Linked DNA regions of Macaca mulatta: region 2 is linked to region 1. A link is a contact called in public Hi-C data. All regions are on one chromosome and are shown on one strand. The core of a region is the stretch at or near the end of the contact, and the rest is flanking DNA. Distances in the headings are between cores, read along the strand shown.

Evidence for each region. Hi-C and Micro-C count contacts between places; a contact is called where the count stands out from the background.
Region 2: a Hi-C map of cortical neurons shows a contact between it and region 1, with 6 times the contacts expected there. The contact joins the promoter of ZNF267 here to the promoter of PRSS36 in region 1. A contact is called at or near these places in 2 of 14 Hi-C or Micro-C datasets (cortical neurons and fetal cortical plate).

Annotation. Positions count from the first base shown.
Region 1 is chr20:29,823,261-29,826,224 of T2T-MMU8v2.0, forward strand. PRSS36 (serine protease 36) reads right to left here and starts at 1,553. Exons shown (of 17, transcript XM_077985917.1): 1 at 1,048-1,553. FUS (FUS RNA binding protein) reads left to right here and starts at 1,075. Exons shown (of 14, transcript XM_077985930.1): 1 at 1,075-1,163. The coding sequence starts at 1,151.
Region 2 is chr20:30,510,467-30,513,166 of T2T-MMU8v2.0, forward strand. It overlaps ZNF267 (zinc finger protein 267), which reads left to right and starts at 1,356. Exons shown (of 4, transcript NM_001278474.1): 1 at 1,356-1,536. The coding sequence starts at 1,534.

The DNA of each region.
Region 1 (2,964 bases), core at 303-2,802:
TGCTTTTGCTCTCACAGGAAGTGGAAAGGCAACCAAACACTCTAGCATTCATGCCACCAAAAAGAGGTTTTGCAGTTACAAGACCTGGATTCGAATCACGACTCCTCTTAGCTGCCCTGTAATCAGGCACAATTACTTGGGTCTCTGAGTCTCACTTTTCTTATGTAGAAAACGGAGATATGTTTACCTCCTTCGTAAGACTGATGAGAAGGAAATTATCTGTGCATTTTGAAACCACTTAAGCCTTGTACACGTTTTATTTCTGGGATCGCCACTGGTTCCCTGGTAGGGCTTCAGAAAAATAAAAAGGAGGTCCCTGAGCAAAGGCTGGGGGGCCCTTCATCTGAGGCCAACCCTCTCTTGTCCCAAGGATGGCCTGGACTGCTCCGCCCCGCGGCTCCCCAGGGGCAAAGCCGCGAGGGTCCGGGTGAGAGCCCAGTGCTGGACCAGCTCGGCGCTCAGGGGTCCCGGCCGAAATCCCTGCTGTCTTTCAGGTCAAACGTCATAATTCCCGAACCCCAGAAAGGCCGAAAAGCAAGGCAACCCCGAAAGACGACGAAGTCAACACCAGGGCGCAGGGCCAGTGTGCTGACGACGAGGGAGGCTGGAGCCGCGGGGACAAGGCGCCCCATACAGCGGCAAGAGGGCGGAGGGCAGGAGCTCGCCGTCCTGGGTGAAAGCGGGGCCCAGCGAAGAGGCCCGGCCACAGGAATGTCGGTTCCACCCCGCGACTCCCGGCGGTGACTCCAGTTTCGTCCCCAGCCGCCCGGCCCCGCCCCGCCCCGCCCCCAGCGGGCACTCAGGCCGTACCACTGTGCCTTCATGGGGGTGGAGTTAGATCGTGGGCTAGTCCTGCCGAGGAGAGAGGGGTTCTTCCCCCAAAAATATCATTATGTATAGTATTTGCATGATTCTAGTTAACTCGTTTCCCATCTGCATGCTCGGAACCTCTACCTACGCTAGGAAGGGGGCGGAGCGCTTTCCTGCCTCCCCCTGCTCTTCCGCGTTTGGTGCGCGCCTGCGCGGTGCGTAGGCGGCGGGACCTACTTAAGCTTCGACGCAGGAGGCGGGGCTGCTCAGTCCTCCAGGCGTCGGTGCTCTGCGTTGTTGGAATCTTGTTGCTTGCTTGGCTGTGCGCGCGTGCGCCGACATGGCCTCAAACGGTAGGTAAGGGCGCGAGGCGGCGGCGGCGTACCGGGCCGAGGCCTCCCACCTAGGCTTTTCATTTTCGGTGGGACCGGGGTGGCGATCCTGTGTGGGATTCTTTCGCGCCCCTGTGGCGGGAAACCGCGGAGAGGGGTAACTGGAGGAGGCTGGTGTCGCCATTTTGTTTCGCTCCTCTGGCCCTCGCGCGCGGGGCGGCAAGTCTTCTCTTCGCAGTCCGTTTGCTTGGGGTGGTCGTTGGGAGGGACGCTTCTTAGGGGCTTGAAGCATCAGGTGAGGGTGGAAAATGCCCGGTTTCCGTGGCCTCGCCTCCCCCAACTCCCGGCCCCGCGCTCAGGCCCGCTTTGTCGCAGTGCTGCATCCGGGCACTCGCGGTGCGCACGCGCTCTGCGGGCCCCTCCCCCTTCGCGGTGCGGGTACCCCTTCCCCGCCTCGTGTCGGTTCAGCTTTTTGTCGCGAGACCCTTCGCGGAAGACTTGGCGGCGCGCGTCCGGTGTGAGCCTTGTTCCTCTGGTCTTTCGCGAAGGGGCGGGACAGCTCCATTCCCGCCTCGGTTGCCACGCGGCTGGGGGCGGAGGCTCGGTATCTGGGCCGCGCTCCGGCTTAACGGTTTGGAGGAGGTGGTCGTGGATCCACCAACGGACTCGGTGACCTGGCCCGAGAGTTTTTCCCGCCCCATTTTTTTTTTTTTTTTTGAGTCAAGATCTCCCTCTGTCGCCCAGGCTGGAGTGCAGTGGTGCGATCTCAGCTTGCTGCAATGTCCGCCTCCTGGGTTCAAGTGATTCTCCTGCCTCAGCCTCCTTAGTAGTTGGGATTACAGGCGCCTGCCACCACAGCCCGGCTAATCTTTGTGTTTTTTAGTAAAGACGGGGTTTCACCATGTTGGTCAGGCCCGTCTCGAATTGCTGGCCTCAGGTGATCCGCCCTTCTCGGCCTCCCGAAGTGTCGGGATTACAGGCGTGAGCTTCCGCTCCTGGTCTAAATTTCTTTTTTCTGAGATTGGGACGGAGAATAACAGCCGTCGAGGCCACACCCTCTCCTGGTCCTTTCCCTTTTCCTGCGGGGGAAGCGCCGCGTTTCCTGCGCTGGGAGGATGAGTTGATCTTGTTCGTGTATTTAAAGTGGGGCGTTTCAAAAGGGCTTTCGTTGCTTTTGGTTCGCCCGGGGGAAGGCAGGGTAGATGAGAAAACAGAACCATCTGGAGCCCCACGGCTGGGGACTCGAGTACCTGTTGACTTTGGCCTCTTAAGGCGAGCACTTGGATGATCTCTGTCATTTGGGGTCCAAGGGCTCTTGATTCTCTGGCTTTGCACTAAAAAGCCCACTACTTCTCCGGAATTGGTCAAAGAGTGAAGAATGGCCTTTTTTGAGACATTCTTCTGTGGGTCTGGGCTGAGAGAGTAGAGGCCACAATCTGAACACTGCTCGAATTCAAACCTGTGCTACTTGGTAGCTCTACGACTTTGGGAGCGAGTTAGTCTGTTTTGACTCCTGGCAATAATGGCTTTGTCATAGAGTGGATGAAGCGAATGCGCGATGTTTTAGAGCAATCACTGACATGAATTGGTCTTGCAGAAAGTTGTGGCTGTCCACCAAGACCTTGGTTTTTCCAACGGTTAAGGCTTCTGGGACTCTGTAGAAACTTGCATTTTCTTCACTTTTTCTTTTTTGTAAGAACACTTGGCTGATAGGCCAGTTTGCTACTCTTCTCAACCAGTGTCTCAATGGGGGAATTTTATGCCCTTTATTGAAACGTGATGCTTTTTTTTTTTTTTTTTTTTTTTTTGAGACGGAGTCTCG
Region 2 (2,700 bases), core at 106-2,605, 690 kb after region 1:
CAGCAGGGCCCCAGGCCGAGTCAAGCACATAGAATCCTGATTGTCAGCAATCAGGGATCTTTCTGCTTTGGGGAGGGAAGTATTTGTTCCACGCGTCTCACTGAATAAGGCACAGCGCCTAAACTGTCCCAACTGGGAGTTTAACCAAGCTAGATGGGGGCCTAGGGCCCTGGCCCAGTCTGACACCCACCTCCTCTCCCACCTTCTACTCAGCGGGAAGACTAGGAGAATCTGAAAGCAGAGGTGCTGCAGCGCCACTAGCTCCAAGACTCCAGAAAAACAGGGATAGGGCATTCTGGCAGGTCAAGGCGGACAGAATACTTGAGCTCAGGAGTTGGAGAACTGACTAGTAACCTGTAGCCCCAGCTACTTGGGAGGCTAAGGTGGAAGGATCGCTTGAGCTCAGGAGATCGAGACGAGCCTGGGCAACATGGTGAAACCTTATCTCTACAAAAAATACAAAAATCAGCCGGGCATGGTCGCATGTTCCTGTAGTTCCAGCTACTCAGGTGGCTGAGGTGGGAAGATTGCTTGAGCCCGGGAGGCTGCAGTGAGTCATGATTGCACACTGCACCAGCGTGGGCAATAGAGTGAGACCCTGTCTCAAAACAAAAACAAAAACCAGAGGAGGAGTCCATGGCCACTGAGCCTGAGCCAGCAGGGCCCAGAGGAACTGAGCTCCCAGCCCTGTCGCTGCCAAGGACCCTTCTTCCCTGAGCTTGAAGGGATTGAGAAGGAGAGACAGACGGACAGTCAGCGGGCCCCTTGCCAGTGATGCAGACTCCAGGAGACGGGGACAGAGTTGTAGATTAGAAGAAGAGGCCAGCCCCTCTTCCACGTTCCACCACTGCCCGCAACATCCTCCTGGGACCCCAGCCTGCATGCCCCTATAAGATGCTTTTGTACTGGTTCAGTGTATGTATCATGCAAAGGCCTAATTGAAAACACGTGAATGAAGTGTACAGTCTTCTGTTCCCAGCTGAGGGGCCCCCTCCCACGGTGGCGTTAGCAGTGGGGTACAGTGTGGTACGGGATGAGGGTCTTTCTTGCTTTAAAGGTGTCTAAATGTACTTCTTAATTAGCTAATAAGATGTCTTATACAAGCAGAACCAGGTAAGGGAAAGATCAAGTGCATTTCAAGTCGCAGCTCACCCCTTAATTAGCTGTAATACCCGCGGCAGGCGGCCCCACCTCAATGAGCCAGTCTCCCTTTCAAAAAAATAAAAAATAAAAATAAAAAAACCCACTAGTAGTGAGGGGGCGGGGCATGGAGCTTTATCCAATCAGAGGCGCTGGAATGGAAACCATCCAATCAGGAGTGAAGCCGGAGAGCAGGGGCGGCTTCCGGGATTTGGCGGGGGCCTTTGTCGGCTCCAGTTAGAGGTCGGGTCTCCTCATCACGGCCTTGAGTCTTTAGTTCTGGGAGGCCCAGGCAGCTTCACGTTCTGAGAATAAACAGTCTCTGTTGTTCTGTGACCTGCAGGCACTGGGAGATCCGTAGCTAAGACGCCAGAGCATCCCGGAAGCTGGGAAATGGTGAGTGTGGGGGTCGGGGGTCCCCAGAGTGGGGAAGGGGGTGGTCGGAAGCGGCCAGAACCCGCTGTAGGGGCACCCGGGCCTCCCCGCAGTCAGCTCCGGGGTCTGGTCCCCGAGTCCCAGCGGGCGCAGCTCGGCCCTCGGTCTCCTCCGCTGCAAGATGGCCGCCAGGCCGGCAGCCGGGACCCCTCGCGTCCTGTCCCGTCCCGTCCCGACCCCGCAGAGCGACCTCGGCCCTGGCCAGAGCCCTCTCTGGGCGGCTCCGCGCCGCAGCCCCCCGTCTCCCCCAGATTGTGCGGTGAGGACGGGAGCGTCTCAGGGGAGACCCAGGTTCGGTGTGTGGTTCGTGTGTGGGGAGAAACTGCCCCGTGGGGTCCTCAGTCACTCCTTTCTCCTATTAAGAATTAAAGGGAGTCACTGTTAAAACGTTGAAGAATTTGAGCAAATAGCGATTTGTGACGTGGGAAACCTGCAGTCCTGGTTTGTGGTTCGGAGGTCCCCACAGGGGCTTGAAGGAAATGTTTTTTATAAGGTGCATGAGTAAGCGGACCAAATTAACCGATGGGTTACAGTTCTGTAGTTGCCTTATTTAGACTATGCAGGTGGAGGTGAATTGGAGCTTTGTGGTTCGTTAAGTCTGAATTTTGTTTTCCCCTAAAGTTGTAATTTACAAGAAATGCATGTGAGTTTGGTTTTGGTTTTTCTTCCTAGAAACCTGGGGCACTATAACTACTTCCGTATAATCGCCTGCTCGTTAATCATCTTAACACTGCCCAGGGGAACTGGTTTTCCCCTGCGGTTTCCTAACGTGTGTGGCACGCAGAGTTTCAAATCCACCACTGTGTTCTCCCAGTCTAACGGGGCTTGCAGTAAAATATTAAATTTCCAGTTCCTTCCCGACATTTCCAAAGGCTAACTTCCCCTCTCCAATTCACAACATTATTAACTACTGGTCATTTACTGTACATTTCATATAGAGTATTTTATTCATTAATCATGATTTCACAGAGCAGTGGATGACACTTTTTTAAAGATTTGTGTTATTTTGGTATACATTTCACATGAGAGGAAAGAGAGAATAAAAAAGTCCCTGACACTCCACTGCAAAAAAATCTTTGTGCCTCTTTTTCATTCATCTTCCCTAGGCACAGATACGTTATCAGA